Linked DNA regions of Mus musculus: regions 2, 3, 4, 5, 6 and 7 are each linked to region 1. A link is a contact called in public HiCAR-type, Micro-C and promoter capture Hi-C data. All regions are on one chromosome and are shown on one strand. Each heading gives the region's core, a stretch centred on a gene start, on an enhancer-like site or on the middle of the called end of the contact. The rest is flanking DNA. Distances are from core to core; before and after follow the strand shown. Region 1 holds the start of Sephs1 (selenophosphate synthetase 1). Region 2 holds the start of Fam171a1 (family with sequence similarity 171, member A1). Region 3 holds the start of Nmt2 (N-myristoyltransferase 2). Region 4 holds the start of Suv39h2 (suppressor of variegation 3-9 2). Region 5 holds the start of Hspa14 (heat shock protein 14). Region 6 holds the start of Proser2 (proline and serine rich 2). Region 7 has its middle 18 kb from the start of Fam107b.

The links. Promoter capture Hi-C pulls out the DNA fragments that hold promoters and counts their contacts. A called contact is a pair of places that touch in the nucleus more often than the background predicts. HiCAR-type assays count read pairs that join an accessible place to other places. Capture Hi-C pulls out chosen DNA fragments and counts their contacts.
Region 2: a HiCAR-type map of astrocytes shows a contact between it and region 1, with 3 times the contacts expected there. The contact joins the promoter of Fam171a1 here to the promoter of Sephs1 in region 1. A contact is called at or near these places in 2 of 39 promoter capture datasets (hippocampal neurons and pre-B cells) and 1 of 115 datasets of contacts at active chromatin or transcription factors (astrocytes).
Region 3: a promoter capture Hi-C map of pre-B cells shows a contact between it and region 1, with 6 times the contacts expected there. The contact joins the promoter of Nmt2 here to the promoter of Sephs1 in region 1. A contact is called at or near these places in 5 of 39 promoter capture datasets (the C10 cell line, the HPC-7 cell line, cranial neural crest and 2 more), 2 of 115 datasets of contacts at active chromatin or transcription factors (large pre-B cells and pro-B cells) and 2 of 9 other capture datasets (adipose tissue and liver).
Region 4: a contact with region 1 is called in a Micro-C map of embryonic stem cells, with 8 times the contacts expected there. The contact joins the promoter of Suv39h2 here to the promoter of Sephs1 in region 1. A contact is called at or near these places in 2 of 39 promoter capture datasets (embryonic stem cells and liver), 1 of 484 Hi-C or Micro-C datasets (embryonic stem cells), 1 of 115 datasets of contacts at active chromatin or transcription factors (large pre-B cells) and 2 of 9 other capture datasets (adipose tissue and embryonic stem cells).
Region 5: a HiCAR-type map of astrocytes shows a contact between it and region 1, with 5 times the contacts expected there. The contact joins the promoter of Hspa14 here to the promoter of Sephs1 in region 1. A contact is called at or near these places in 9 of 39 promoter capture datasets (the 3T3-L1 cell line, HPC-7-derived erythroid cells, embryonic stem cells and 5 more), 1 of 484 Hi-C or Micro-C datasets (embryonic stem cells), 8 of 115 datasets of contacts at active chromatin or transcription factors (astrocytes, double positive thymocytes, embryonic hindbrain and 4 more) and 4 of 9 other capture datasets (adipose tissue, embryonic stem cells, liver and 1 more).
Region 6: a promoter capture Hi-C map of liver shows a contact between it and region 1, with 4 times the contacts expected there. The contact joins the promoter of Proser2 here to the promoter of Sephs1 in region 1.
Region 7: a promoter capture Hi-C map of liver shows a contact between it and region 1, with 7 times the contacts expected there. The contact joins the enhancer-like site here to the promoter of Sephs1 in region 1. A contact is called at or near these places in 4 of 39 promoter capture datasets (cranial neural crest, hippocampal neurons and liver) and 3 of 9 other capture datasets (adipose tissue, embryonic stem cells and liver).

What each region holds. Positions count from the first base shown.
Region 1 is chr2:4,879,456-4,883,352 of GRCm38.p6, reverse strand. It overlaps Sephs1 (selenophosphate synthetase 1), which reads right to left and starts at 1,789. Exons shown (of 9, transcript NM_175400.6): 1 at 1,493-1,789.
Region 2 is chr2:3,116,549-3,120,445 of GRCm38.p6, reverse strand. Fam171a1 (family with sequence similarity 171, member A1) reads right to left here and starts at 2,064. Exons shown (of 8, transcript NM_001081161.2): 1 at 1,794-2,064. The coding sequence starts at 1,890.
Region 3 is chr2:3,282,112-3,286,008 of GRCm38.p6, reverse strand. Nmt2 (N-myristoyltransferase 2) reads right to left here and starts at 1,797. Exons shown (of 14, transcript NM_008708.2): 1 at 1,603-1,797. The coding sequence starts at 1,712.
Region 4 is chr2:3,472,980-3,476,876 of GRCm38.p6, reverse strand. Suv39h2 (suppressor of variegation 3-9 2) reads left to right here and starts at 1,891. Exons shown (of 6, transcript NM_022724.4): 1 at 1,891-2,174. The coding sequence starts at 1,931. It also overlaps a transcript of Dclre1c not described here.
Region 5 is chr2:3,511,024-3,514,920 of GRCm38.p6, reverse strand. Hspa14 (heat shock protein 14) reads left to right here and starts at 2,107. Exons shown (of 14, transcript NM_015765.2): 1 at 2,107-2,287; 2 at 3,667-3,747; 3 at 3,824-3,897. The coding sequence starts at 2,231. It overlaps Cdnf (cerebral dopamine neurotrophic factor), which reads right to left and starts at 1,856. Exons shown (of 4, transcript NM_177647.4): 1 at 1,680-1,856. The coding sequence starts at 1,794.
Region 6 is chr2:6,128,402-6,132,298 of GRCm38.p6, reverse strand. Proser2 (proline and serine rich 2) reads left to right here and starts at 2,114. Exons shown (of 4, transcript NM_144883.4): 1 at 2,114-2,257. It also overlaps the pseudogene Gm13384.
Region 7 is chr2:3,693,930-3,697,826 of GRCm38.p6, reverse strand. No RefSeq gene overlaps it. Among named protein-coding and RNA genes, the nearest start is that of Fam107b, 18 kb to the left of the region's middle. Within about 2 kb of position 2,011, at least 4 of the 459 cell types and tissues checked have an H3K27ac peak or open chromatin away from gene starts, as enhancers often do. A contact at or near this core is called in liver, where this site is marked.

The DNA of each region.
Region 1 (3,897 bases), core at 540-3,039:
GTTTCTCCCATAAAATTTATGATTGAAAACATAATTCCCATTTATATAGTTTTCCATCCCCCAGGAAGTACATCACTCATTTAAACTAAATTTCACAAAGCCCAAATTCGGCAATCCAAACCATCATCACAAACATGACATGAGCAATGATTTCAGCGGGAAACTACCGACACGGATTTCGCTCATCGTTCATAGAAACCAAACTTCTCTACAGAGCAGTGTGAGCCAAGCAAGTTTCCGAAATGGGCATTCTGAAGCCATTTAACAGTTTGGAAAGAGTGCGAATTAAAATTCACCTTCGAAGAAAGGTTTGGAAAATCACATTCATTTTGCAAAAAATGCCTGCCTCACCTCTACCTGGTACAAAACGGGAAGACTTCCCTTTATAAAGAATCTATTTTCCTACCTCCAATCCTCACGGCCTCAACCAAAAGGCAGGAGAGAGACTCCGAAGAGCACCTTTCTTTTACCTTATTTTCCCTACACTTTCTGGTTAGGAAAGTTTAAAAACGCCTTACATCAAGAAAACTCAGCAGTTAAAAAACTCCCAAGTGCAAGGAGACCTAAGTCACACGGTTTGGCCTCAAAGGAAACTCCAGCTATTTGAAAAGGATGGAATTTGGGGTGTGCTTTGGGTAGAGGGAGTGCGTCCGACCTGGAAGCCACATGTTTACACCTTTAAAACAATGACATGAATATTTAAAGCCCGCGTTTAACCCCTTCGCTCCCGCGGGAGGCGGGCTCGGGCAGCGGGGTGCGGTGGGGCAGCACACCTACCTCCCCGCCAGCCCCCAGGCCCCGCGCGTGCTCACAGGCCCGGGCGCCGCGGCGTGCGCGCCGGGACCCCGCGCCCTCCATGGGGCCGGGCGCGGAGGATGCCACTCAGGGGACACCTTAAGTCTCAGGCTGCCGCCTTTAAAGGCACGGCGGGCGCGGGCCGCGTTCTTTGTACCGCGCCGCGCGGCTGCCGCGGGCAGGCCACCGGCAGGGCCATGCTGCACCGCAGGCCCCGCGTCGCCGCTGCCGCGGAGACCGTCGCCGGCGGGGACCGGAGGGACCCGAGGGCCGAGTGGGGGCGGGGAGGCCCGCGGCTCGGCGCCAGGACACTGGGCGGCTAAGGCAGAGCGCGCGCGCGCGCGGGCTCGCCGTCCGCGCCGCCACACAAAAATGTCGGCGGGCGAAAAGATTAACCCCTGCGTGGCCGCCGCCGCCCTCCCCCTCCGCTCCTCCCTCCCAACCCCGGCCCCGCGTGCCGCGGCGGCGACGGCGGAGGAGGCAGCGGCGCGGGCGGCGCTTCTTTTTTAAAGCGGCCCCACCAAAGCCTGGGCTCGGCCCCCTCTCCAGGCAGGGCGCGCGAAGGGCCCCGGTGCACGGCTCCCCGGCGGTCCCGGGCGGCCCGGAGGGGGATTTGCAACGGCCGCGCCGGGCCTGCGGCCCGCTATTCCCCTTTAAGCCTGCTGCCTCGCCCCCCCTCGCCAGGCCCGCCGCTTACCGGCTCGCTTTGCGCCCTCCGCCTCCTCCCGAAAACGGGCCGCGGCGCTCCCACAATGCACCGGGCGCGCTGGGCTCCCTTAAGCGTCGCCTGAATTTAAAAAAAAAAAAAAAAAAAATGCTGCTCCCGGTGGCGGCGGCACCGCCGGGCGCTCGGACGCCGCGTGGAGCTCGGCCTAGGCTGGGCGCGGCCCTCCGGGAACCGGGCCGCCGCGCTCCCGCCGGCCGGGCGCGTGAGGGTCCCTTTAAGAGCGGCCACCTCCCTTTAAGGCGGCGGGCCGGTGGCCGGAGCGCCTCCGGGTTGCTGGTGGCGGTGGCAGCGGCGGTGGTGGCTGCGTGCGGCCCGGGAAGGGGGCGGGGGCGCTGTGCAGAGGCCCGAGCGCGGCAATGATTGGTCTCGGGGGAGGGGGTGGGGGGTTGCAAACCCCAGGAACGGTGGCATCCGTTGCATGATGCAAAAGAAAAAAGAAAGGAAAAAAAAGGGGGGGGGGTAGATTGATTTCAAAAGTTGCGAGCAGCACTGGCAGCAACCTTGAGTGATGGGGGCCACCTACTTTCGCATCTCTGTCCCGCGAGAAGGGAACAGAGTGTTTTTGTTTTTTGCACAACCTGGCTGGGTGCGATCCCCGCATCACCCACGGGATGCAATACCTGCTCCCGAATCTCTGCTGCAGTGAGACTGTGCCCATGGGAACAATGTGCAGAGTGTAGGAGCCAAGGTCGCCCCCAGTGAGACATTTGAAAACCCAACTTAACCCCGCGCTCCATTCTCAGTGACTCCCATCTTTTCTTCATTCTATTGTTTGAGCGTAGCTCCGCATTTCTTTGGAGTCCCAGTGAAATATGCAAATGCTCTGTGAAGTTTCTTGAATCTTTGATCTGCATTTTGGGGAGGGAGAGTTTATGTTGTCCGGGTTATACCATTTGTTCTTCTCATGTCCAAGTAAACATGGCAGACTAATCCTGTGTGCTTGAATTGACATTGGTAATGCGGTTTCACTTGAAGTAACTTCAGATTTCCGACTTCGTACTGCATTGCTGGTGCAGAGCGTGTCCCTTCGAAGGACTTCTCTGGAAAGCTGAGCAGAGCAAACTTGGTTAGGAATAGGTTCGCATTTTCCCGATTATTTAGAAGCAGAACTGTTGTATCTTTTGGCTGTCTTTAGGTTCGTACACCCCGCAGATGTCCTTTTCATTCCTGAAATTGCCATTTGCCTGTTTCTTAGGAGTGGGATCTAGGGTGCAAAGTGTGGCGAGATGGACACAGGCATCTCCTGCCTTTGTGTCTTTTCTCCACAATACATTTGGGAGAATACAGTAGCACCTGGGCTCCTTAGCATCAGACTTCGGACATCGATTTATCGTTGATGAACGTGGAGTTTCTTCTGAATGGTCAGAAGACACAAACACAGCCTCACCAGATACCACACCAGGACTCCAAAGCCAGAGGGAAAGGGTTATACAGTTACATTTGTCCGGTTCTGCCTTTTAAATTTGATTTTGCATTTTAAACAATGTAACTTTTTTTTGTTCCTCACTTAGTTAAAAAAAAAAGTGATTTTTTTTTTCAAAAGATTTCACAATGAGAAAAAAAAAAAGTGGATGACACAGCAGGACCCCATGTCTAGATTTGTGTGTCCCTCCAAGGAGACTTAGCTCTTTGTTAATGTTGAAGGATGCTCTTTCTCAGTGGTGATGGAGGAATAATACCCTGGGTTAGGGGTTATTGTTTTAATGAAGCTGTACTAAGCCTGCATGTGTACTTGAACTGGAAGCATTGGGGAGCAGCAGAAGGGAAGGGTTTGGTGTGATTTAATGTGCACTGAAGAGAGGGGTAAGTATCAGATCCCCCAGGGTTTTTTTTTTTTTTTTTTTTTTTTTGTTGTTGTTGTTGTTGTTGTTGTTTGGTTTTTAGAGACAGGGTTTCTCTGTGTAGCCCTGGCTGTCCTGGAACTCACTCTGTAGACCAGGCAGGCCTCGAACTCAGAAATCCGCCTGCCTCTGCCTCCCGAGTGCTGGGATTAAAGGCGTGCACCACCACTGCCCGGCCAGGTCCCCCAGTTTTAATTTTGGGGACTGAATGACCAGTGATTGACACTTCTGATACTGGAACTGCTGGGAAGCTAACAAGTTTTGCAATAACTTCAACCTTCAAGATGCTAAGTTCTGTGCCTGCTGAGTACTCCAGGTAACTGGGAAAGCAGTTTGGAATTTTGAGATGCAAATCTGTGTGTCATCCGCATGGTACCCTAAGCCCCGGAGAGAGGTAGGATTAACCCAGAGGGAGATCTTGGACAGAGCACTGTATCCATGGAAATGTGAGCAAGGCTTTCTTCCCTCCCTATAAGGTAACAGGCACCTCCAGGTCTACCCTCTCCTCCCCCATACACCGCCGGAGGTCTCCAG
Region 2 (3,897 bases), core at 815-3,314, 1.8 Mb after region 1:
CTAGGGCACAAATAGTCTCATAGGTTGGTCATTACTCTCTCATTTCCTGGGAAATTCCCTGTCAGGGGGTTTAACAGTAAGACCTTAATAAAACATAGTCTTAGACCTGAAGACAGTAGTTTTTTTTCTTCCATGATTTTTTTCAATTGAAACCATGTATTTTCGTATTTTCATATTTTATACATGAACGAATTCATTATTTCCATGTATTGCTATTTCAAGTGCAAAAACAAAACAAAACAAAACAAAAACCCCAACCTGCCCTTTGAAAATAATGTCCTCGTTGAGGCACAAGTATTCATTTAAAAAGCTGATTCAAAAAGCAGTAGGGTATAAATGAAAGAGGCTATCATTCAATACTGATGACCTAATGTCATAAGTATCCCCCTCCTACTGTGACTTATGGGTCTTCTGGTACCCTGTTAATACCTCCCTTCCATAGTATACATTACCAAATTCACACCCAATTCCTAATGGTCATATTTTACTGTCAACTATGGGTGCAGCAGTGTATTTAAAAGATGCCAACCAGCGATTCAGCAAGCATTGAGCACAAAAACCTCCAATAGCATTAACTGAACTCAGACTGTCAACAGACACCAAGAAGATATTGGGTGGAAGTCAAGGCTCCCCTGGTCCCAAGTTTCAAAGGGTGGGAAGAAGGATGAGGCTGGGCCCTGTGATAGGATACTGGGATGGGGCACTCCTTCATGTGTGTAGGGCTAACTTAGCAGGGCACACCTTTCTGTCAAGAATCTTGCCAAGGGTCTGAGTGCCTGCAGGAGCTCACATAAGACCAGTGAAGGCCCCTCCCTAACCAAGTTTACCCTGGGCAGGAGATGCCCTGGCTGAATTAACACATGCTCATCGGTTGGCTTTAGTCGCTCCTCAGAAAAAGGCAACAGAGAAGCACTAGACTTTGTCTTGACAAAATCATGTCAAGAAAGCTCCAGGATTGTTCTCAAATAGATTCAGATAAAAAAAAAAAAAAAAAAAAAAAAGCGTGTGGCCATTCTTGGTGGCCATTCTTGTACAGATGGGAAGCAGATTTATAAGAGGCCAAAGATTAAACAAAAGGCAGGAGCTGGCGACAGACAGACATGGAAATGGTTTTAAGTGATTAGGGTTTCCTAGTTCCAGTTTTCTCTCTTCTCAAGATGATCCCTGTGGCTGCTCAACAAATCCCTAAAGGTCTGAGAATCACGTAGAATAAGGGGGTCGGGAGAGAAGATACCAAAACTTTCCTAAACTGCGGCGGCAGACCTGGGGTCGCCAGGGCGCAAGGGGCACCCTGGGGCGGCGGCCGCCCCCTCCCCGCCACAACAAAAGGGCCGGGCACAGCCCTTGCGCTGGAACTCCAGGACCAGAGCTCCAGGGATCCCAAAGAGGGAAGGGGGGGGGGGGGAGTGGGGGAGAACCAGCCACCCAGGTCTATCCCTCCCGCGGCGGGGGAGTTGGGGGGGGGGGGGCAATGGAGCCGTGTGTCCGAATCATGCATAAAAGAAAGCACCTTGGATATAAGCCGAAGAGTCACCAGCGGCTGCCTCCTGGGTGGCAGAGCAGCTGGTGCCACCCAGATCCCCGGGGAGCATATGCGCCGCGGGCCCAGCGTGTTCCCCGGGCGGAGCCGCCCCCCCGGGTATCGCGACGTGGGGGACTGCAGGACCGCGATGCAGGTCGTGCTGCTTGGGCCTCCGCCACAATGCGGCCGGGGTCCAGCCGCCACCGCGGCCGCGCCAGGCCCGGGCGCGACACAAAAGCGTCCCCCTCCAGCCCCGCCACCGCCCACCGACCTTGGGCTCCCGCGCCGGGCTCCTGCAGCGTCTTGGTGACTGCCTTCCAAACGTGGCAGCCGAGCAGGCAGAGCAGCAGCGCAGCGGACTTGCTCATCTCCGCGCCACGGGCGCCGCGGGCCTCTCGGGCTCGCCACGCTCGGTCACGGGCGGCCGGGCGCCGCGCCTCCCTCCATGGCGCTGTGGCTCCGCGCGCCCGGCCAGCCGCCCGATTGGCCGGGGCCCCGCAGCCGGCCGCTCCCTCCTCCGAGCCCCGCGCCCGGCTTCCCCAGACCGCCGCGGCCGCTCCGCCGGCGCCTTAACCCCTTCCTGCCCCGCCCCACGCCCGCGGGAGCGCACGGGCCCTGGGTCCGTGGTGCCACCTGGCGGCCGCCGCTCTGCGGGAGTCCCAGGCGCCTCCAAACCCCTGGCTATTCCTGCAGAGAGGAGGCCTTCGACGTCACGCTGGGTTACCTAAGGGTCCGCAGGAAGCATTTGAGTCTAGGGTGTGACCTCTCATCCTGAAGCTGTCCAAGCCACTATCCTCTGACTTCCCCCAGGGTAGATTTGACAGCCAGACTTATAGGTCAAGTGTAACAATACCTAAGGCTGGCTGCAGGAGGCCCAACACCACCTCCTTGTATAGCATTGGAAGGGAAGGGTAAGGAGGTTTTCAGTGATAAGAGGCCCTGGGTGATTTCTCCCCATCCCCACCTCTATTTATTAAAGAAAAAAAATCCAATGGCATGTTAAAACACAACAGCAAAGACTATGCAGGAGCATTGCAATGGGGACGGTTAACAATGGAATTTTATAGCAGGGGAGATAGATTTTGCTCAACTTGGGACTCAGCAGAGACAAACAACCATTTATAACGAAGGAGCTGTGAGTGTGTGTGCGTGCGCGCGTGTCCTATGTTGAAAATTACCAAGATGAAGCACTGGGGATAGGGCTCTAGCTAAAGTTACCTAGGAAGATTCTTACTGAAGGCAGGTCAGGAGTGAAGCACGGCCACTCTGGCCAGATATCTAACGTGTTTAGATATCCAGGATGGACAAGCAGGCTTGCTATTTTACAAGAAGTGGACAGGTAGACCCAGGAGATGGGAAGCCTAGTATCTGAGAGAAACTTTGTCACAACCTACATGGTTTGGCATAGTGTTATATGCTTGTGATTCCAGTACTCAAGAGGCTCTCACATCCAAGGTTAGGCTGAGACACAGTGAGACCCTGTCTAAGCACAACAAAGAAAGAGACATTCTATTTTCATAGGAGAACATGGAAGCTAGAGAAAGCTAAGGAACCTGATCCCAAGCACACAGCTGGGCTGTGGTTGGGGTGGCTAGTTTGATTAGCCAACTTGAATCTAGAATCACCTGGAAAGGAAGGATCAAGGGTTGGGGTGGAGTGAGGGGAGAGTAGACTAGGTTGACCCATGGCAGAGGGTATCAACTTGTGGGTCATGCATGACCCCTTTGAGGATTGAACAAACCTTTCACAGGGAACACTCAAGACCATTGGAGATTCTACATTATGATTCATAATTAGCAAAATGACAATTATGAAGTAGCAATGAAAATATTGTTATGGTTAGGGGTCACCACAACCTGAGGAACTGTATTAAGGGGTCACAACATTAGAAAGGTTGAGAACCACTGGCTTATGACCATGCCTGTAGGAGACTATTTTAATTGTGTTAGTTGAGGTAGCAAGATCTGCCCACTGTGGGTGGCACCATTCCCTAGTGTCTGAACTGTGAAAGAGCAGAGAAAGTGAGCTGAGCTCTAGCATGCGTGCCATCCACTGCTCTCTGTCCCTGATTTATGGGTGTGATATGATTGAAAACCTTCGATTTCCTGCCATTGTGGTGACCCTGCTATCATGAACTATAACCTGGAACTGTGAACTCCTTTCCCCATAATTTACATGTGACAAATGTCACTGCAGCCAGAAAACAAACAGAACAAACAAAATCAACAGTAGAACATTTTAATAAAAGTCAGTTCTGTTTCAAAGTTAAAGCTCTTTGCCCAGATCTCTAGACTGCCGTTGGTCAAAGAATGCCACTATCAGTATGATTACTTCCCTATCTATTAAGCCAGTTTTGCCCAGATGTTTCTCCGTAA
Region 3 (3,897 bases), core at 548-3,047, 1.6 Mb after region 1:
ACTTTGTAAGGAAGGAAGCTTGATTTAAACCCCCACCCTAGCATACCAATCACACAGAACAATATAACTTGAAGAGAGATAAGTCCAGGGTCTCCCCAGAAAGATAACCTACGGGTGCTGAAGTTCCTTGAGTTATCTATCCACTGGCGTGCATATGGACCCACTTCTGGCAAGACGGCTAGTGTTTCAAAAATACACTCATATTTAGCTATCACAGGCAAATTTCTATTACTCATAAACAGAACTCAGGCTAAGATTTCTGAAGAATTGCCTCTCTGGGCTTAAAAAAAATCTAGACTTGAATGATAACATTCAGTACTTGCAGCTGCCACTGAACTGTTCGCTGAAAACCTTAAAAAGCAACATGCCAAAGGGAGATATATGTAGTCAGCTTTTCTTTTTTGACATTTGTCATTTAATATCTGATAACGTATTCAAGATCAATACAGCCTCCTTTCTTAAAGCTTAAAGTAAACGTTGAAATAAAATACAAATACTTTAAAGACTCTCCATGAACTGAATAAATAAGCCATCTGTGACTCAGGCTTCCCTATCGTGTTTTTAGGCTGACCCACTTCTCCAGTCACCATGGTTCGCAGAATCTCACTTCTAAGGGGCAGCAGTAACAGTCTGTGCCAGCGCATAGTTTGAATCCAACAGGGTAAAAGGCTGAGGCAAACAGCACCTACAAAGGGACACCGGTCTTTATTTAAAATGATCCTCCAAACCCCGCCTCTAAAACAGAACTTCAATACCAGCCTTAACCAGAAGCAGTCTTTTCTCGAAGAAAAAAAAATCAAGTCTGTAGGGGAGAAAAGAGGGCAGCATAGATTGAGAAACCGATCAAATGTTAAAGTACTTGGTGCATTTGGCTTTGGAGATCAGACACCAGTTTTGCAGGAGGGGCAAGGTCGGGGCCGCGGGAACTCCGTTCACCCGTCAGCTCTGCTCTAGAAAGCTCTGAGGGCACGCTCAGAGGCCGCAAAGCTGAACGCCCTCAGGCGTCGGCTGAGACCTGTCTCCCTCCCCCTCTCCCGGTCTCGGCGCCCCTTTCCCGGCCTGGGAGGCAGAACTTTGCGCAGTTCGTCGCCAGCAGCCGAGACCGCCAGAGGCGCATCCCTATCCCACCCCCACCGCCGGCTCTGCGGGTTTCCTCTCTACAGGGGGTTAGTGGCGGCTGGGGGGGGGGGGCGCGAAAGAACTAGAAGGATGCCAAGGCACAAGTGGAACGACTTGCATCTCCCTCGCCTCGCCGGTCCAAGACGCCGCCACCGCAAAGGGAAGGGCCTTGCGTCCTTGCTAAGTTCCCACCCGAACCACTCGCCGTGGTAGGGTGAGGCCAAGCCAGCGGGGGCGCGCGGCAGGTGACTGTCGCGTCGCGGGTTCCCGGGCCCGAGTCGCAGTCTCCCCGCCCACCTCAGCCCTCGCCCACCACTGCGTGCTCCCCGAGAGCTGGGAGACCTGCACCTCACAATGGTCTCGGGATGAGGACACCGCCAAACGGAGCCTCCGGTCTAGGGGCTCCCGCACGCCACGAGCGGGCGCGGGAGCCCTGAGGTGCGCGCGGTCCCCGCCCTGTCGCGCCCGCGCGCCACCTCCTACCCTTTGGCGTGTTCGGTCTCCTCCTCATTGTCTCCGTCTATTCCGCACGTGTCCTGGTCGTCCAGCTCTAGGCTCTGCTGGCTGGCCGCAGACTCGCTGTCCTCCGCCATCGCGGCGGCTCCGAACGGCTGGGGAGGCGGCGCTCCGAGCAGCAAGCAAGGCGCGACAGGGCGGGCGCGGCCGCAGCTCCCTCTAGTGCCGCCCACCCTCGGGCACCGAGTCTCGAGTCTGCGGCCCCGCCCACCCCCCGGTCACGCCCATCACAGCCGGCCCGGCCCCGCCCACTCCCTTGAGGCTCCCGCCTGTCTATGCAGTCCCGCCCGCCTCAGTCAGGGCGGGCCCCGCCCACATTGCGTGCCTACACCCGCCCACTTCATCAGTTCTCCCACTTAGGCAGTCGAGGCCCCGCCTACCTCGCCTTCCCACTTCCGCCTATTTTAGCGGGTGAAGACCGGCTCCTCTCGTGGTCCCGTTTCCGCCTGGGCTAGCGAGGCTCCGCCCACCTCGCCTTCCGCTTCGGCTCCACTCCGCCAGCACTGCCCCGCCCACCTCGCTCGCCCGCTCGGGCCTCCTCAGCGGGCACGGCCCCGCCCACCTCAGCCAGCAGAAGGGCGAAAGCACGAGGCCGGCCCTTCCTCAGTCTAAAGCTGTGAGGTGGGGCGGTGGGGGAATGGTGGAGCCGGAGCGGGAGCCGGAGGCCGAGGCTTTTGGGCTTGGGGCGTGGCCTGAATGAGGATGCGTTTGTGGCTCCAAGGCTAGACCTGGTCACTGCAGGCTGGATTGCAGGGCTGCGCGGCAGCCTTTGCGACCACTGCCTACAGATTCTATATGTCTGTGTGCCTCAGCGCTCTCGACTTCTGCAGGGATTTTTTTTTTCACTCAGGCCTGCGATTCCCTAAAGCTCTCCCTGCCTCCTCTTCCACATGTTCTTCAAAATTTTCCATTTCACATTTTAGTATCTAATGCTTATCGAGCCAAAGCTCCGCCCTCCCCACCTCCCCGCTGCAAGCAGCCTCAGAGTCCTCAACAGAAAATGACTGGAGTTGGTTTTTGTTTGGTTGACTGGGGTTTTTGTTTGTTTGGTTGGTTTTTTTCTTTTGCTTGCATGTTTTTGTCTAGATGGGTTCGGCTGAGAACAGAATGAACATTTTGTGAAACATGAAGACACCCAGATTAGGGGGATTGGGTCGTTTTAGGCAAGTCTGTCGGCTCTCTCCTAAGTGAAGGTCATGACCTAGACCACCAAGGAAACCTGTATGGGCAGTGTTGAAATCGTCCTCCATCAGGAAACAGGAGAGGAAGAAAGCCAAGCATGGTGGCCCATGCCTGTTATCCCAGCAGTCCTGGATGTAAAAAGTCCCGGAGGTCAAAATGAGGAGTTCTTTGAGGCCAGCATCCACTGCATACAGAGTTCAAGGACATCTTGAGCAACAACAGACTCCTCTCAGGGAAAATAAAGGACTGGGGGATAGAGGAAAGAGAATCTCCTGGGTGTACCAGATAAGGCAAAGGTGAAATCCATATTGCTGTTAAATACTTCCCACAGCAGGCACTCGGTTGCATTCCAGAGACAGGGATTTTTCAAAGATCCTGCCAGACCACCAGAAGACTGTGAGGCGGTTTTACAAAGGCAGTTGCTGAGAAAGTTACCCAAACTCTGTAACGAGGGGAAAACTCCCTAAAAGCCACCTGAAAATTTTAGTGTAAAGCAAATCTCCCCCCAAACACGCACACAAGTGCACACACACACACACACACATGACTATGTGGTTAACATGCAATGAGCTCGAATGACCTAGAGACAAAACTTGCAGAGCAATTTCAAAGCCCAACATTTGTCTGACCTTCTTGGAGGAAGTGTAAGTGGGACCCAAAGATGGAGAAAATGCACTTCTGTGCTTAACAATTGCAACTATTTCTCAGACAAGGTCAAATGTGGCCTCTAGGTTCAGACTTTAGGATAAAGGCAGGCAGAGATGACTAAGGTTCCTGACCCTCATCTTCATAAACTGAATATAGCTGAATAATTAACCTGTCAACAGAGACCTAACCAGGAGGTATGAAGTCAGTCATTTTAACCTGTCAGAGGGCTTGGTGGCAAGACAATAGAGACTGGGGAAATCAATATCAAGATTAACATATAAAGGAAGCCAATAGGCAAAGAAAACATGGAAGCCTTCCCTCCCACCCCCTACCCTCAGTCCACATAGCACAGAATAGAAAAACACATTATAAGCACATTGTATTCAAATGTGTGAGAGACTGGTGCTTTCTGAATGTCCTGTGAAGGTTCCT
Region 4 (3,897 bases), core at 642-3,141, 1.4 Mb after region 1:
CCTCTTAACATCTTGCTTGACCAGGAGATAGCTATGTTTTAATATATACTTTCCTCTGTTAGGATATGATACATGTTGTATGAGTTCTGGAAAATTACAGTACATCCATGAGAAAAACCACAGAGATCAAATGACAGGGCATTCCTGGAATCCGGGAGAAAGTGCTTGGTGCCATTCAGCGAGGAGGACATGTTCTGAGAGGTGTGTTTTGTGCAGGTTAGTGTGTAAAGATCACAGAACACTTGCAGAGCTGCTAACCATGTCACCAGGAGACAAAGTTGTTACACAGGGAAGACTGGGGTTCTGTGTTCATGGGTTTCCTGAGAGGCTTCGGGCCTACTCTTCTACACTCTGAGAATAGAGAGTAGACACTGAGGAAGGTTGGAGTGGCTGGCTCTACTCTATGCCCTAGAATTAAGAAAAACAAGGGAGCCAGGCAGTGGTGGCACATACCTTTAATCCCAGCACTCGGAAGGCAGAGGCAGGTGGATTTCTGAGTTCGAGGCCAGCCCTGGTCTACAAAGTGAGTTCCAGGACAGCCAGGGCTACACAGAGAAACCCTGTCTAAAAAACAAACAAAAAAACACAGAGCCTTGGATCTATCAGACAACTGCTATTCCACCAAGCTATCCTCTGCTTCCAGCATCCTTTGCCAATTTTTAAAATAAAACTTAGCAAGACCAAAAATATTTGTAAGACTCTACCCTGACCGTTTTTTGACAAAAGCTTTTAAAGAAGAGCTAGAGAACAAAGCCAGACAGAATGCCTGAGTGGCCTCTGAAGAAGTAACATTTGAGTTAAATCTAGTCACGTGAGAGGGAGCAGCACATGAAGGGGAGTCAGTCAGTTCTTTGATCTAGACCGTGATTTCCAGTTTAAAGTGTTTATTGGGGGAGAAGGGAGCTTTGGCTAGCACCTGTAATTCCAGCTCACCAAAGTGGAAGCAAAAGGGTCAGGACTTGAACATGCTTCTCAGACAAAGCAAGTCTGAGGCTTGTTTCATTTTCTGTTTTAAAGTCTCCTTAGCTGGGTGGGAAGTGGCTGGAAGGGGAGCAATGGAGAGGTCAAGGCAGCTAGGCTGTTTTGGCTGAAGAGAAGACAGGCAGTATGTGCTTGTGAATAGCATTGACATGACTGGCTTACAGAATTGCCGATGGTCTTTTGTGTATAATGGTTCCTCTTACAAGTTTTCAGATTTACAGTGGTAAAACCGAGAACGACCTGACTCTCCCCAAGCATATATGGCTAAAACCTGCCCTCAGCTTAAGTCTGTTAATGTTAGTAAGTCCTTGTCCTAAGTGTACCTTTTACGTTTGCCTTAACTAAGAGGGTTCTTGGCGGGGTTGGTTGGATTCTCACAATTGTCAGGCTTTTCCTTTGAGTCCAGCTGCTACATGGCCACATCAACTCATCAGAATCTCTTTGAGTGGTTTAAACAGACAGCACCTCTCCAGGTGAACCCAACATGCAGTCAAATTTTAAGATCCTGAGTCCTGGTGGTGTGGAGTGAAAGGAAAAGTAGTGGGGCTTCGTTGGGTTGAAGTGCTGAGGAACAAGAGTGGGAAAGGAGCTACCTGCGCACACTAACCCCGCACAGCCTATTTTGCGTTTTGTGGCGGGCACGTCAGGTCTTTGTGAAGCGACTCAGGGGACCGCATGAAGAATCATGGCAAGCGACCTCCGAAGTCAAAGCGAGTAACAAGCCAGCGACGGGCAGGGCCAGTTTCCACGGAAGGCCCCGCCCCTTCCCGCCCCCACCGTGCGGCGCAGGCGCGGTAGCTACCACCGCAGGGGTCGGTCTCCGCTGACGTCAGAACGCCTCGCTCCTCTCAGCCTCCCCGCTCCGGAGTCCCTGGCGGGCCGGGGCGGGGCGTGTGGCCAGCTGAGTTCTTCGGGCTGACCGCGCCAGTTTGAATGAAAGCTCCGCAAGATGGCGGCGGCCAGGGCCAAGGCACGGGGCAGTGAGGCAGGAGCGCGGTGTCACCGGGCTCCAGGTCCGCCCCCGAGGCCCAAGGCCAGGCGAACGGCGAGACGCCGCCGCGCGGAGACCCTGACGGCGCGACGCTCGCGGCCGTCTGCGGGCGAGAGGCGCGCCGGCTCCCAGCGAGCGTGGTCCGGAGCTCCGCGGGCCGCGGTCTTTGGCGACGAGTGTGCACGAGGTGCCTTATTCAAGGGTGAGCAGGAAAGCACACGCGCTGCGGCGGTAGCGGTCGCCACCTCCGAGCCGGGGGTTGGGGGTGGTGGCGGGGCTGAGGTGCGGTGCTGGAGAAAGGGAATCCCCTGGTGCCTGCGTTCGAGCGGGTCTGGCCTCGCCGTGAAGCGCCTGCACACGCAGCCCTGAGCTCCGGGAAACTTTGGGGGGCCCGGCTGGAACTTGCAGGTTATTTCTGTGGATGCTGAAGCCGGGGCACGCAGTGCGCGTGCGTGCGCTCGAGTCGCGCGCCCTTTGAAAGTCTGGGTTGTGCAAAGCCTTCTGGAATGAAAAGGTTGTTCTCCAGCTCTTTCCTCCGCTCCACCCAGATGGTGACACTATTATTCCCGTAGGTAGCTCTTGCCTCCTTGAAGCGTGGTGGGGATGGGATGGTGGAATGGTTTTTATAAACGGGATGTTATAATCTAGACAATGAGGCGTTTTCCTCTCATCATTTTTGGCTGTGGGATTTTGTAAACCAAGTGTTGGCAATTTTTCTTTTTAACATTTCGAGATGCCCCCAAAATGTAGCATTTCTGTTGCGAGGGGCGGTGCATTGTAATTACACGTAACGCTTCGTTATGACGTTTTCATACGAATATATGTACGTTGATCCTCCGATTCAACACCACCCTCCATTATAGTGTTGTGTTTTCAGATTCTCAGCTAGGGGTAAAAATTGAAAAGATAAATAAAACAGCAAACAACTTGGTTACATAAACAAGAGGACTCTCCTTTGCAGATGATTAGCATAAGGAGATTAGCATTAAGACAAAACAGCCTTAAGATTTTTAGAAGCGATTTATGAGACGTTTTTTACAGCTTTCTTGTCTCCAAACCGCCACACCTAAGCAAATAAATGTATTCTGGCAAATTTGAAGGAAAGTCTTTTTGCAGGTGCCAGAAATATGAGTTGTTTGCAGTCACTGGAGTTCGGAAGCTATCCTCACTGGTTTCTGACAATGAAGTCCTTACTGGGAAGGATGAGGAAGGACTGCGGGGAAAATTTGAGCGGTTACGCTGTCCCTTCCTGGAAACTTACCTTAAAAAGGTTTTTGCCCACCACTTCGGAGAACTAAAGACAGCTTGATGAGTTAGAGATACATTTTCTTTGGTCACCTCTGTTCTCAACAAAACACACTTTTTTCCAGTGAATCCCATACACAAAAAGATTGGGACTTTCCCAAAGTTGTGTAGCTAGGTGACCCACCAACGGGTAGAGCAGAGGACTTTTGATCATCTTGTATTTATCCTGATAGTAGGGGTAGTGAAGTTTGTTACATTTTTCTAGACATCAGTTGTGTGATTATATTTTTAAATCCAGGATGTAATACAGTTCATTTCTGGCCTCCGTACGGGTATTGTTTAGTATGTCTGATTTTCAAGTCTGGCTTATGGAATATTTCCACCTTGTATTCTGTTTTGTAACTGCTGGCTTGAAAACTGTAGGAAACAAGTATTACAAAGCTCACTATGCTCTCCACTTAAAGTAGAATTCTCTGGCTTATGCATGATGAAAATACATTTTACCATGCACAAAATAAATGAAGCTAAAATCTCTCGACTTTTTACAAAATGGAAAAAGTAGGATATGGATTTCATATTTAAATTCTTATCATCTGACTAAAAGAAGTGAAGTTACTTTTAAGTTGTGGCCATTTTAGAATATCTTTTAGATATATTTCTAACAAAATGTCTTAGCTGTT
Region 5 (3,897 bases), core at 858-3,357, 1.4 Mb after region 1:
GCCATGGCTAGGCCAAGCATTGATGGCACGCATCTTTAATCCCCACACTGGGGAGGCAGAGGCAGGCAGATCTCTCTGTGAGCTTGAAGACAGTGTGCTTCATAGTGAGTTACAAGCCATTTAGGGCTACATAGTGAGACCCTGTATCAAAAGGAAGGAAGGGAGGGAGGGAGGGAGGGAGGGAGGGAGGGAGGGAGGGAGGGAGGAAGAAAGGAAGAAACAAAAAACAGAAGCCAGCCATAGCCAAAGGTTGAGAAGCACATGAACAAATCTGGAAAATGTTTGCCGTGATGGAGGCAAAGACAGAGCAGCGGCAATGTCAAAGTCATCAAGGCAGGGACTTCAGGAAAGAAAAAATTCTAATACTGTCGGGAGTCACAGAGAAACCCAAGTTCAACCCTTGGATGTCCTTGGATTAGTCTCTGATAACCTCAGCACAGATGATGGAGCTAGTAACTTAAGGGTCCCCATTTGTGTGCATTGGTGTGATGTCAAATGTGTGTGTTACATTGTTGTTATTTAAGGTTCAGGGTTTTCTTTGTTGTTTTGTTTTGTTTAAGGTTTATTTATTTTATATATGTGAGTACACTGTCACTGTCCTCAGCCACACCAGAAGAGGGCATCAGACCCCATTACAGATTGTGAGCCACCATGTAGTTGCTGGGAATTGCACTCAGGACCTCTGGAAAAGCAGTCAGTGCTCTTAACCACTGAGCCATCTCTCCAGCCCTTTTTTGTTTATTAAAGTAGTTTCATACATCAATCTATAATGATTTCAAAATAGTTTGAAGTTCTATAATAAAATCCTGCTTGCCCAAGATGAGATCTTTAACTGAAATTATAACTGTTAAACCAGTATCTTTAGCTACAGAAATTTTAAATAACATCTAAACTTATTTTAAATTTCTAGAGGAAGGTTTGATAATTGCTGATAGAAAGCTGGACTCCAACTACTATTAATACTATTTACTTACAATAAGACTCAACTGCCCATTCCACATGAATCTTGTCTCCATTTTCTGTTCAGTACATCTGCTCTCAAGATGAGAAGATATATGTTTACATCACTTCAATAAAACAAGAAGTGCTACAGTGGTCCCAAAGGGACTATCAAAACTGTTCATCTTGGCTCTTGTTAACAGTCCTCTACAAAATACACTGTTTTTTTGTTTTGTTTTGTTTTTACAAAACCTAGGTACTATAACACCCTCAAAACCAGGTGGGATGGTGGAATTGAAGGTATGATCGCCAAGTCCACAGAAGAAAACAGGCGTCTATTTTATCGTTCTCTAGGAATTAATGTGCTCCTTTGTAAAGCAGCTTGTCTATAAAGTCCTAGTCAGCCGTACCCTTGTCTTTGATTTCAGCAACCCTAACGTATTGCCATGTTTTATTTACCTCCTAGGAATGGCAATTAGTTTGAACCTCAAAACATGTCTTCTGAGCAGAGAAGCAAGTCTCCTCGGTTAGGAGCAACAAAATCAAGTTGGCAGCGGAGACCATTTGCACAAAATCTAATACGAATCCTATTTCACTCCTTTTTCTGCGCCACCTTAATAATGACAGCAAAAGCAGAAGGGTGAAATGTTATTTACAGCTTGGGCCGGGAGAAGCTGCTTAGGCAATTGCTAGGCTGAGCGCGGTGTCGCCGCCATGCAAGCAGGTCACACACCGCTCACCTTCACAGTCAGCCCTCGGCCCCACACCGGCCTCCAGGCCCTGCGCCAGCACAGGGTTCGAGATACAAAACCCGGCGCAAAAGGTCACCAGAGCAGTTGGACTGATGCACCGCATGCTGAGCCTGGGACCCGGAACTACCCACACCTTCCTTACTGTAGTGGGGGCTGCCTCGTGAAGCCGGAAAGAGGCAGGAAACAAGTGACGCAATCTCACCAGGCGTTCCCATTGGCTCTGATGAACGGCGCTCAGGAGAGGGAGGAGCTAATGACCCTCTTCCGGGCCTTTCCGGCTTGAGCTTGAGCAGACCGGCGTTTACGCCGGGCTCCCAAGGAGCGCGGAGTGATGCGCTAAAACTATTGGCTAACCGTTCTGATGAAAGGCGGCATCCTTATGTTGATTGGCTGCGACTTGGGAGGCCGGCGCAGCAGACCGGACGCAGTAGGCGGGCGGGAACGTGAAGTCTCCGCAGTGCCTGATGGGCTTGTTCCGAGGAAGCTAGCTGAAGCTGCTGAAGGGTCCTTCGTTGAGCTGCCGTGGTCTCCGCCGCCTTATGGCGGCGATCGGCGTGCACCTGGGCTGCACATCAGCCTGTGTGGCTGTCTACAAGGTGAGCCTGGGAAGCTGTCTCCGGGTTCCGTGGCGGCCACCCTGTTTTCTGGGCTCCGGGTCATCGGCCCGGGAACCGTGCGTGCAAGCAAGTGGCAATGTTGCGGGTTCTCGGCTCTCCCTCCAAGGCCAAGCACGCTGTGTGGAGGGTGGATACAGAGAGCCGGATCTTGGATACTCCAGGGTATCCTGGACGTCTTGGCTGTTTGAGGAGTTTTAGGGACGAAAAGGCCTCAAGCATGCAGGGTGCACTTAGGAGACCGGGCCATAGGATGCCCAGAAGAGTTCAAAAGACGTCAGGGCTCCAGGATGCCTGGAGTCCTCGGGGCGGGGGACATCGTTCTTGTAAAGACGCCTAGAACAAACCTGGATGTCAGGACCCCCTGGATGCTAGAGAAGTCCTAGTGACAACTGACCGCAGAGTCCCTAAGAGGTCACGGTGACGTCACTGGTTCGGGGTTCCCGGAGGTGGGAGGTATTTGAATTTCTGAGCAACCAGAGCACTGTGTAACTGCCCTCGAGAGAAGGGTTCCTAGTTAAGAACTGACTCTTGCTGTACACACTTGATTCTAGAACTGAGAACTTAACAAGGAACTATAGCTTTTTCCTCCTCAATATCGATGGAGAAGGAACAATGTTAAGGAATTTAACCGATGCTATCTTCGGTTTTAAGTCTCATTCGATTTATCAGGAAAGTCCCAGGGGAGTAGCTACTTCGTTTGTAGGGAAGCAGGTGGAAAAGCTGTATTTGTGGGAGAGTCGTGTAATCATGCTTGCTAGGTATAGAATGTTGTATACATTTGATCCAGCTTACTGCACAGATCTAAACGGGAAAATGCATGGGCTAGAAGAAGCCTTTTATTAAACTATAAGAAACAAATAGTGGCAGTTAAAAGACCAGTTTATGAGGGACAATCTAAGAAAGAGAGACACTGCCAACCTAGTAAGGTTTTGCAAGGTGGAGTAGTCTGAGGACTGAACTCGGGTAGCCTTGTGCTTTTATTGATTGTTACGAAAAAAAGGCCTTTTGGCAAGTCAATTACTGAATACCAGAATGTCTTCTCTGATCTCGTTGTCTGAAGGACCCATTGCCTAAGCAATTATCAACCATTGCAAAAATTCCTGGTTTGCCAAGAATGTCTTGCTACTGAGGTTATGCAATTCCTCAGTTTGAAATTCCCAAAGGAAGAGCAACCCCATAAGTCCCATCACTGATTATTTACAGAAGATGACTTTAAGGCCTGAATGGGTGTCACTCAGGCACCTGAGTGAATGCCAGATACAATGGCATTTCTAAAATTCCATTACAATCTGCAGGTATATTCAATGAGATTGTGCATTCCAGTGTGAGAGAACTAACCCTCTCACATCTTTCCTTAGGATGGCCGGGCCGATGTGGTTGCAAATGATGCAGGGGATAGAGTCACACCAGCCATTGTTGCTTACTCGGAACGTGAACAGGTACGGTCGAGTACTCTCATCGGTGGTTCTTGAAAATAATGCAGAGTCTTGTTGTTAATGTGCAGTTCTTTTTCAGGTGGTTGGACTGGCAGCAAAACAAAGTAGAATAAGACATGTTTCAAGCACAGTAGTGAAAGTGAAACAGATCCT
Region 6 (3,897 bases), core at 865-3,364, 1.2 Mb before region 1:
TAAGTCCAAGGCCAAGAGTAAACAGAAAGTGAGAATAAAGACTGTGAATTCTGCCTCCCAGCCCAAGCTGGACACCTTCTTATGTCAGTGAACGGTGACCAGAGTCATGTCTGAAATTAGTGGACCAAGACCTGGCCAACCGGAAGTGTTTTTGGAAAATGGCTCCTCTTGGACCAGTTCCTGTGTTCACTGCGCCCTGCACCACACTGGGGAGCCACGTGACCAGTTTACTGTTCTGATCAGCAGGGCCTACTTCCAGTTGCAGGGTTTTGCTTATAGCTACAAGCAGGTGTGGCTGGACTGCTTCTGTTTTTATAGAACAGGCTCACATTGACTCTCAGTGGATGGGAGAGCTGGAGGACCCTATGCAGGCTGGAGACCCTGCGCTTGAACCCTTGCCTGCCTCCAGCTTAGTGCTTGGAATTATGGGGGTGGGGAGGTGATAGGGAAAGGATGGGGAAGCCTTCTGTGTAAAAATAAAAAAAATAATAATGCTTGCCTAATTAACTAGCATGTAGATTAAAGTGCTTTGTAAACATTAATTAAAGATGCAGGGAGTTAGGCGAGGCCAGTGTGTTATTAGAGAAAAAGTTTTCTTCCCTTTAATCAGGTACTTCTTCTTCCTGGGGAAGACCAAGGTATGATCTCAGGACTGAGGAATTGGGCTCAGCCCTGTCAGCTGCCTGTAACCCAGTCATTTGTGTGGCCAGCCACTTCCTTCGCTTTCCATTAAATGGGGAAAATGCAAACATTTAGGGGGTACAGGTTGTCATTCGAGCCACACCAAGCATTACAGTGAATAAAATCCATGGCCCTGGCTTTCTCGCTGAGAACATTAGCTTCTGCCCGGTTGGGAAAGGCTGCCACAACAATGAGCTATTACTATTAGCTACTCAGAAATGTTCCCCCCGGTGGTAAAGATATCCCAACAATCAACAGGATCAAAACCGGGGCCTTTCTTCAGCCTCGTCGACCTCAAAAATCCCTCTCTGTAAAATAACCATAAGAAGTCAAAGGACCTGGCTGGCCAAGAAAATGGCTCATTGGATTGAGGCACTTGCCCTGAGCCCTGAACTCTGACCCTCGTGAGGGCAAGAGAGGACCAGCTCCTGAAGGCTGTCGGCTGACCTTCACTTTTTGAAGCATCTCTCTCTCTCTCTCTCTCTCTCTCTCTCTCTCACACACACACACACACGAATGAAGGAATGGATGAGTGGATGAATGAATGAATGAATGAACCAAAAGAAACAAAATCCTCAAAAAAAAGCAAGAAGGATTTTGACATTTTTCATGACAAGCAAATGATAAATATTTAAGGAGCTGGCCATGTTTACTCTGCTAAAAACCCTGTTCAGTGTGCACACATATGGGAACATCACATAAGTAACTCACATATGGACAATGCTTACAAGTTCATTAAACATGAATAGAGCTTGGCGTGGTGGCACACGCCTTTAATCTCAGCCTGCATTGGCTCTCTCTGAATTGGAGGCCAGCCTAGTCTACATAGTGAGCTCCAGGCCAGCCAAGGCTACATAATGAGATCCCTTTTCAAAAAAACAAAAACAAAGAAAGACTTAACCCCACGACCCCACAAACATTGTCTAAATGAATTAAACAAAATAATGTATGTTATGTGTCTTGTTTGAAAGTATACGTATTTCATAAATAACAGTCATTATTATTAAATGAAAATAATCTCTTCAGGATATTGTTGTTGGATGCCTGTAATCTCAGAAGTCAGGAGGCTGAGGCAGGAGGATCATGAACTTGAAGCCATCCTACATAATGAAATTCTACTTTAAAACAACAACAACAACAACAACGAAACTCTCAAAGTTAGTGGTGGAGTTGCTGGAGAAGTCCCTTCTTATTCAGGACTTCAAAAGCACATTGGTATTACGATTGCTCATGCTCAATTCAGTCTCACAAGTAGACCGAGAAGGCCTGACAGGCACAGCCAAGGGCTTTGGGCGCTGGCCCTTTAAGTATCGCGGGGACGCGCAGACTACCTCTGGCCGACTGGAGTCCGGCCGCCAGGAACGCGCGGCAGAGGTGCAGAGCGCTGGGCGGCGGAGCGCGCACGGCCGCCGAGAGCGCGCGGCGGGGAGGTGCTGGACGCCCTGGGGAGCGCGCTCCAGGCAGCCCGGGACGATCGGCGTGCGTGCGTGCACGACTTGCTGGCCGGAGGACGGCGTGAGCCCCGAGGGTCTCAGTCGGCGTGGACACCTGCGACCCGCGGAGGGGACTTGGCTCGGTGAGTTCCGCCCTACTGAGCGAGGCCAGGCCAAGCGCGGGACACCGGGAGCGGCAGCAGCTGTCGGGATCATCCAGGGCTCCCGGTCCGGGTCTTGGTAACTGGGGAAGCCCTTTGCGCGCAGCTGGGGCTCTGTCGTCGCCGAGGTCAGTGCCACCGGTTGGCCTCCATCCTGGGGCTTCGGGGATCGCGACGTGTGGCTTTTCACCTAGGGGTTTTCCCGAGAGCGAGAGTGGCTCGTGGCGTGTTGTCTGAGTTGAGTCTTTGGTCCCTTACCTTTCCTGGAGCGGACTGCGCGTGAGGACCGTGTCCTTTGCGAGGCTGAAACCCGGAGATGGCCAGAGCCACCTGTTAAACCAGTATCCTGAGCGAATCCTTCGGCAGGTTTTCCATGCCCCCGCCGGTTCCCCGCAGGTAACTGAATCGCGCGGGGATGTTTGTGTGGGTCTGCCGGGAGACCTGGGACGGTAGGGTTAGAAAGACCGAATATGTGGCTAATGAGACAGGGCTTAACAAAAGGCAGTCAAATAAACTGCAGCGTTTCCCTGAGACGGAAAGTTTCTCAACTTTTGTTTTACGGATTCTAAATTTAAGTAACTAACCCCCTCTAGGCACCTAACCACAGGACAACTCTGCCTGAACCTATTTGGTGCAAAGGAGACAATGAAGAGGGGTTTGTGTGTGTGTGTCCCCCTAAAGAGTAAAACTTTCGAGTCCCGCTGTGGGAAGATTCCCTCTGGCTCCAGTTTTAATAGATAACAACAAGAAGCTTTGTCCTAGAACGATCTAGAAATACCAAACCAGGTATTAAGTGTAAACTCTGGGAAGTGCTTGAAGGACAGACTCTTAGGAAAAATAATTTTCTGTGAGGTGCTCCAGTGTGTACTAAAACTTTGCCCTCATATTCCATGCCTGAATGTTCCAGATTGTTTTCCTAGGTGGAGGAGGTACTTTCGTTGGTGCGGCCAATGGTGCGGCCAATGTGGAAATACAAACAAATGCCCTATTTACTTGGGGCTGGGTGGGAAGGGTGGAAGTCGGGCTACGATCTTTCTTGCCAGGCTTGACAGCGTATGTATGGAATCTTCTGTATTTTCTTGCCCAGACCAGTAATAGCCTTTTTCTCGGTGACTGGTTCCTTTTAACAGTGACTCCAGTGAGCTTCTCACTGGAAAATTTTGGATCCTGATAATTTAAAAGCATTTTTCTCCTCTCACAGAAAACAGAAATTTGAAATTAGAATAAGTGGCAGTTATAAAGATGGGCTGTGTTTTTTGAAACTGAAGAGCCCCGTGGCACTTCGTTGAAGAGGGATTGGCCTGTTTTAATGCAGGCGTGGTGTGGCCCTCAGTTCCTTCATCCTTACATTTGTGGTCTCTTTCACCAGCTTCAGTGTTCTGAGCCCTGACTTGCGAATGCACATGCAGAATTTCTAGATAAGAGCCATATGGTCCAAACTGATTAAACCAGATCTGGTAATCCTGCCTTCGCCAGTGGCTGATGAGACACCTGGCCTCGGCTCCAAGGTTCTGAGACACCTCAGGAGCCTACAGTTGGCACCTTATGTTGATCTGAAGATCAGCTCAGGTAACTGATAGAGGCAGAGGACAGCCTTGAAACCTGAAGGGAGGACGTGGACG
Region 7 (3,897 bases), core at 762-3,261, 1.2 Mb after region 1:
TTTACCACTTGAGCTATGGCTTCAGTTTTCACAACCCTGGAGGAAGATTCAGTGGGTTGATCTTCCAAATGTTGTGCTAAATCCCAGCACCTGAGACTGTGACTTTATTTGGAAATGTAGCCATTATAGATTCATTGATTAAAATAAGGTTATTCCGGAATAGTGTAGGACTTAATATGATGGGTGGTGCTGGTGGGGGTAATAACTGTATGTGTGCACACAAGCAATGGCACATGTGTAGTGTGCATATGGAGGTCACAAAACAACCTCAGGTGTCATCCCTTAGTTATTGAGAAAGGGTCTCTCAATGGGGCTCTCTCTGCGGCTGCTGATTCTGCTAGATTGGCTTGGCCAAGAAGACCCAGGGATCTTCCCATCTCTGCCTGCCCAGTGTTGGAATTACTAATGTGTACCACCATACCATTCATACCATTTCATGTACAGGCTGAGGATCAAACTAGGGTCATCAGACCTACACAGTAGGTACTGAGATATTTTCCTAGAGGAAGAAAAGCACAGAGCCTACTCCATAAAGAGAATATGTCATATAACAGGAACTGGAATGATCTTCTACAAGACAAGGAATGGCAAGACTTACAAGTTTGTAACAGAAGTCACAAGAGAGTGGAAAGGATAGTTGTAGGTTTTGGAGGCTGCTGACTTTCCTAATATTTGTTAGTATGTATGGTAATAGTGTGTAGTATGTTTTGCTTGACAAAAACCACCCAGCTGCTTTTCAGCATGTATAGATTCCCACCAGAAGGGCGTAAAGGATCCAGATTATAGATTTCTACATTATCAGTGTTTTTGAGTTTTGCAATTCTTGGAGGTATATGGTACTTTTGATTTTCAGTATTATGATACTGAACATATTTTTTGTGAACTCACTTGCTGTCTCTAAACCAATCCACAGTGAAGAGTCTGAGAAATTCTTTTAACCACTATTTTTGGTTGTGTGTTTTCTAAATGAGTTGTAAGAGGTGTTTTTGTTTGTTTCCTCTTCTCCTCCTTTTCTTTTCTCCCTTTTCTTTTTCTTTTGAGACAGGATCTCACTATGTTGCCTAGACTGGCCTCTCAATCCTCCTGCCTCAGTCAGCACAGTGCTGGGATTCAGGCTTATGTAACTACACCTTGTTTGTTAAGATTGTTAAAGGGTCTTTGCTTGTTGGTTTCTATGTTTTTACTCCCTTGACGGCTTTATTGATTCTTTCTTACTTACTTACTTACTTACTTACTTACTTACTTACTTACTTACTTGAGACAGCTTTACTCAGGATCATCCTCCTGTCTCAGCCTCCCAAGTGCTAAGATTACAGGTGTGAGCACCAAAAGACACTCTATGAGTGTTTGAAAAGTATTTTCTGCTTATCTGCAACTTTTCAAAAACTATTTTCTTAGTTCCTTTTGATAAAAAATAAACCCTTTTAAAGTATGAAGTGGCGTGAGTCCTTTTTTGTTGTTGTTGTTGTTACTGTTTTTGGATCCTCTATGAAAACAAATTGGCCCAAATCAATATTCCAAATACTTCCTCTTGTGTTTTCTCCCAGTGTTTGAATATTTTTACATGTTCGTATGGTGCTCAACACGGTGGCCCCCTTTTGCTGTTCCTTTCTTTCGTTGTATAGTCACTCTGTTGACATGGCTTCATTTATTTAAAGTGCCTGGCACATTGATTACTTTGTTCTGAATGATGCTTATCACACATCAGTCGATTGTGCAAGTGTGGGTGTGCTTGGGTCAGCTTCCAGGCCTCTCTGTTCTGTTCCTTGTGTCTGGTGAGCTGTCCTCCCATGATATCACAGCACTCTTTGCCTTGCTGTATTAAATGCCTTGAAATTAGGCCATGTGGATTGTCTACTTCTGTCATTCAGAAGTTGTTTTTGTTGCCCACGTTCCTTTGTTATTCATACTCTCTAGTTGTACAAGTTTGATTGTCCAAGTATCTGGTGATTGTTTGCTTGTTTGAGACAAATTCTCATGATGTAGCTCTGACTGTCCTAGGTGGAGCTCATTATGTCAACCAAGCTGGCCTGGGATCAGAAAACTGCCTGCCTCTGCCTCCAAATGCCCAGCTCTATTTGCTAGATTTTTTTTTTTTTTCAGAATCAATGGTAACTCAATCACTGAGCACAACAACTAACATCCAAATTTATGAGCCATTCTAAGTTAAATTCACCAGTAGTGGATACAAATGGATCCACCACCTGAAACAGGGTCTCTGCTATCTACATTTTTTTTTCATCTCACATTCTCGGGCTCATTCTCCTCTTCTCCCTCTCCATCCATCTTTCTGACCTGGAGGTCCCACCTACTCACCCAGTGATTGGTTTCTTTGTTTATTAGAAGGGTCACAGGAAGTTCTGAATATGTGATTCACTCCTAGTCCCACACAGCCCCTCTTGGGGAAGGTGAATTAGCATCAAAATACAAACAGCACCAGGGCTACCCACAAGACTTCCCCCTTTCTGTCCAATTAAAAGACTCTTATCTCAGATATAAATTGAGCACAGCTATTAACATTTTGCAATTTATAAAGCACAAAAGAGACCTAACACCCAGTCCAAAATTTTTATCAATTAAATAGAACCCTGTCATCTATCTTAACTTAAAAGACTTATAAATCTATATGTTATCACCTGGTTTAGCTTGTATACTATCTGAAAACTATCTTCTTAAATATATTCTCTCAATGCTAAATAGCCTGGGTTGGTTATGAGACTATAATTAGTCTTCAATCCCATCAGAAATCTGAGAATGACCAATATTATCTGAAAATATAGGAAGCCTAGCACATCTTCCAGAACTGAGACAAGTTGTAGAGACAGCTGCCTACCTATACAGCTCCTATATGTCAGGAAGTTGGAGCATCAGTCTTTAGCCTTCTGGCCCAGGATCATCTGACAGACCTTTGTACTGCAGAATTTTGAAGGACTGATTACCCTGACTTGGCAGAGATTATGAGTCGACTATTCCGCATAGTGTGTCCTTTTTCTGGATGGTATTTAGTCTATAGATGAATAGGCAATTTCTGCCCAGTGGCCACCTAGCCACTGTACTACCTCAACTGGAGGTAGAGACACTCAATTTCTTCTTTGAATCCACAAAAGGGGAGCTGCTAAGAGCAGATATGTCTCAACAACAAAAGAATAAATAACATTAAATGTCACATTGTGTGGATTTCTGACATTTTTGAAAACCTATGTAAAGTATGAAAACCTATGTAAAGTAAAAAAGCTATGTAAAGTCATCTGGACAGTTGTCTGTTAACTACTCTCAACTATTTCTAATTAAATTATCTGAAAACACCTTAACAATAAACTCAGAGCCATTAATTTGTTACCTGGCCCTTAACTCACAGGCTTAAACATCTCAGATCAGTTTGTAATGGCATTTACAGAAAGACTGGGTCCAAACCTTGTACTTTTAAAATTTTTTATATCAAAAGAAGAAATTTATACCAATGAGAACCTTGACTCTGTATCAAAATAAATTCTGTACCAAAATAAGAAATTATGACTTCAACTTAGTAACTATTGTAAAGATTTTTACCAAATAGGAATATGGCTACACAATCAATTCTAGCTATTTCCTCCCTGTTTCAATTATGGCCATTTCAAAATTCCCCAGAAAGACAACTAGAATAACTACCTCTAGACTCCCAAGTCCAGGGAACTGGAACAACAACTCTTCATAACTTCCTCAAGCTGAATATAGGCGCTGAGATATCTTCGAGGGGGGGGAGAAGAGTAGAAAAAATAGGGGAGTTGGTTGGCCTTAAGAAGGCCACACCAGCGATTGTTTTAGTCTCTGATGCTTGTGTCCTGATTGGATCTGGCTGAAAGTCCAAGAGATCGGGAGTTCAAAGCAGGTCAGTTCAGCATGTCTGACAATGAGACT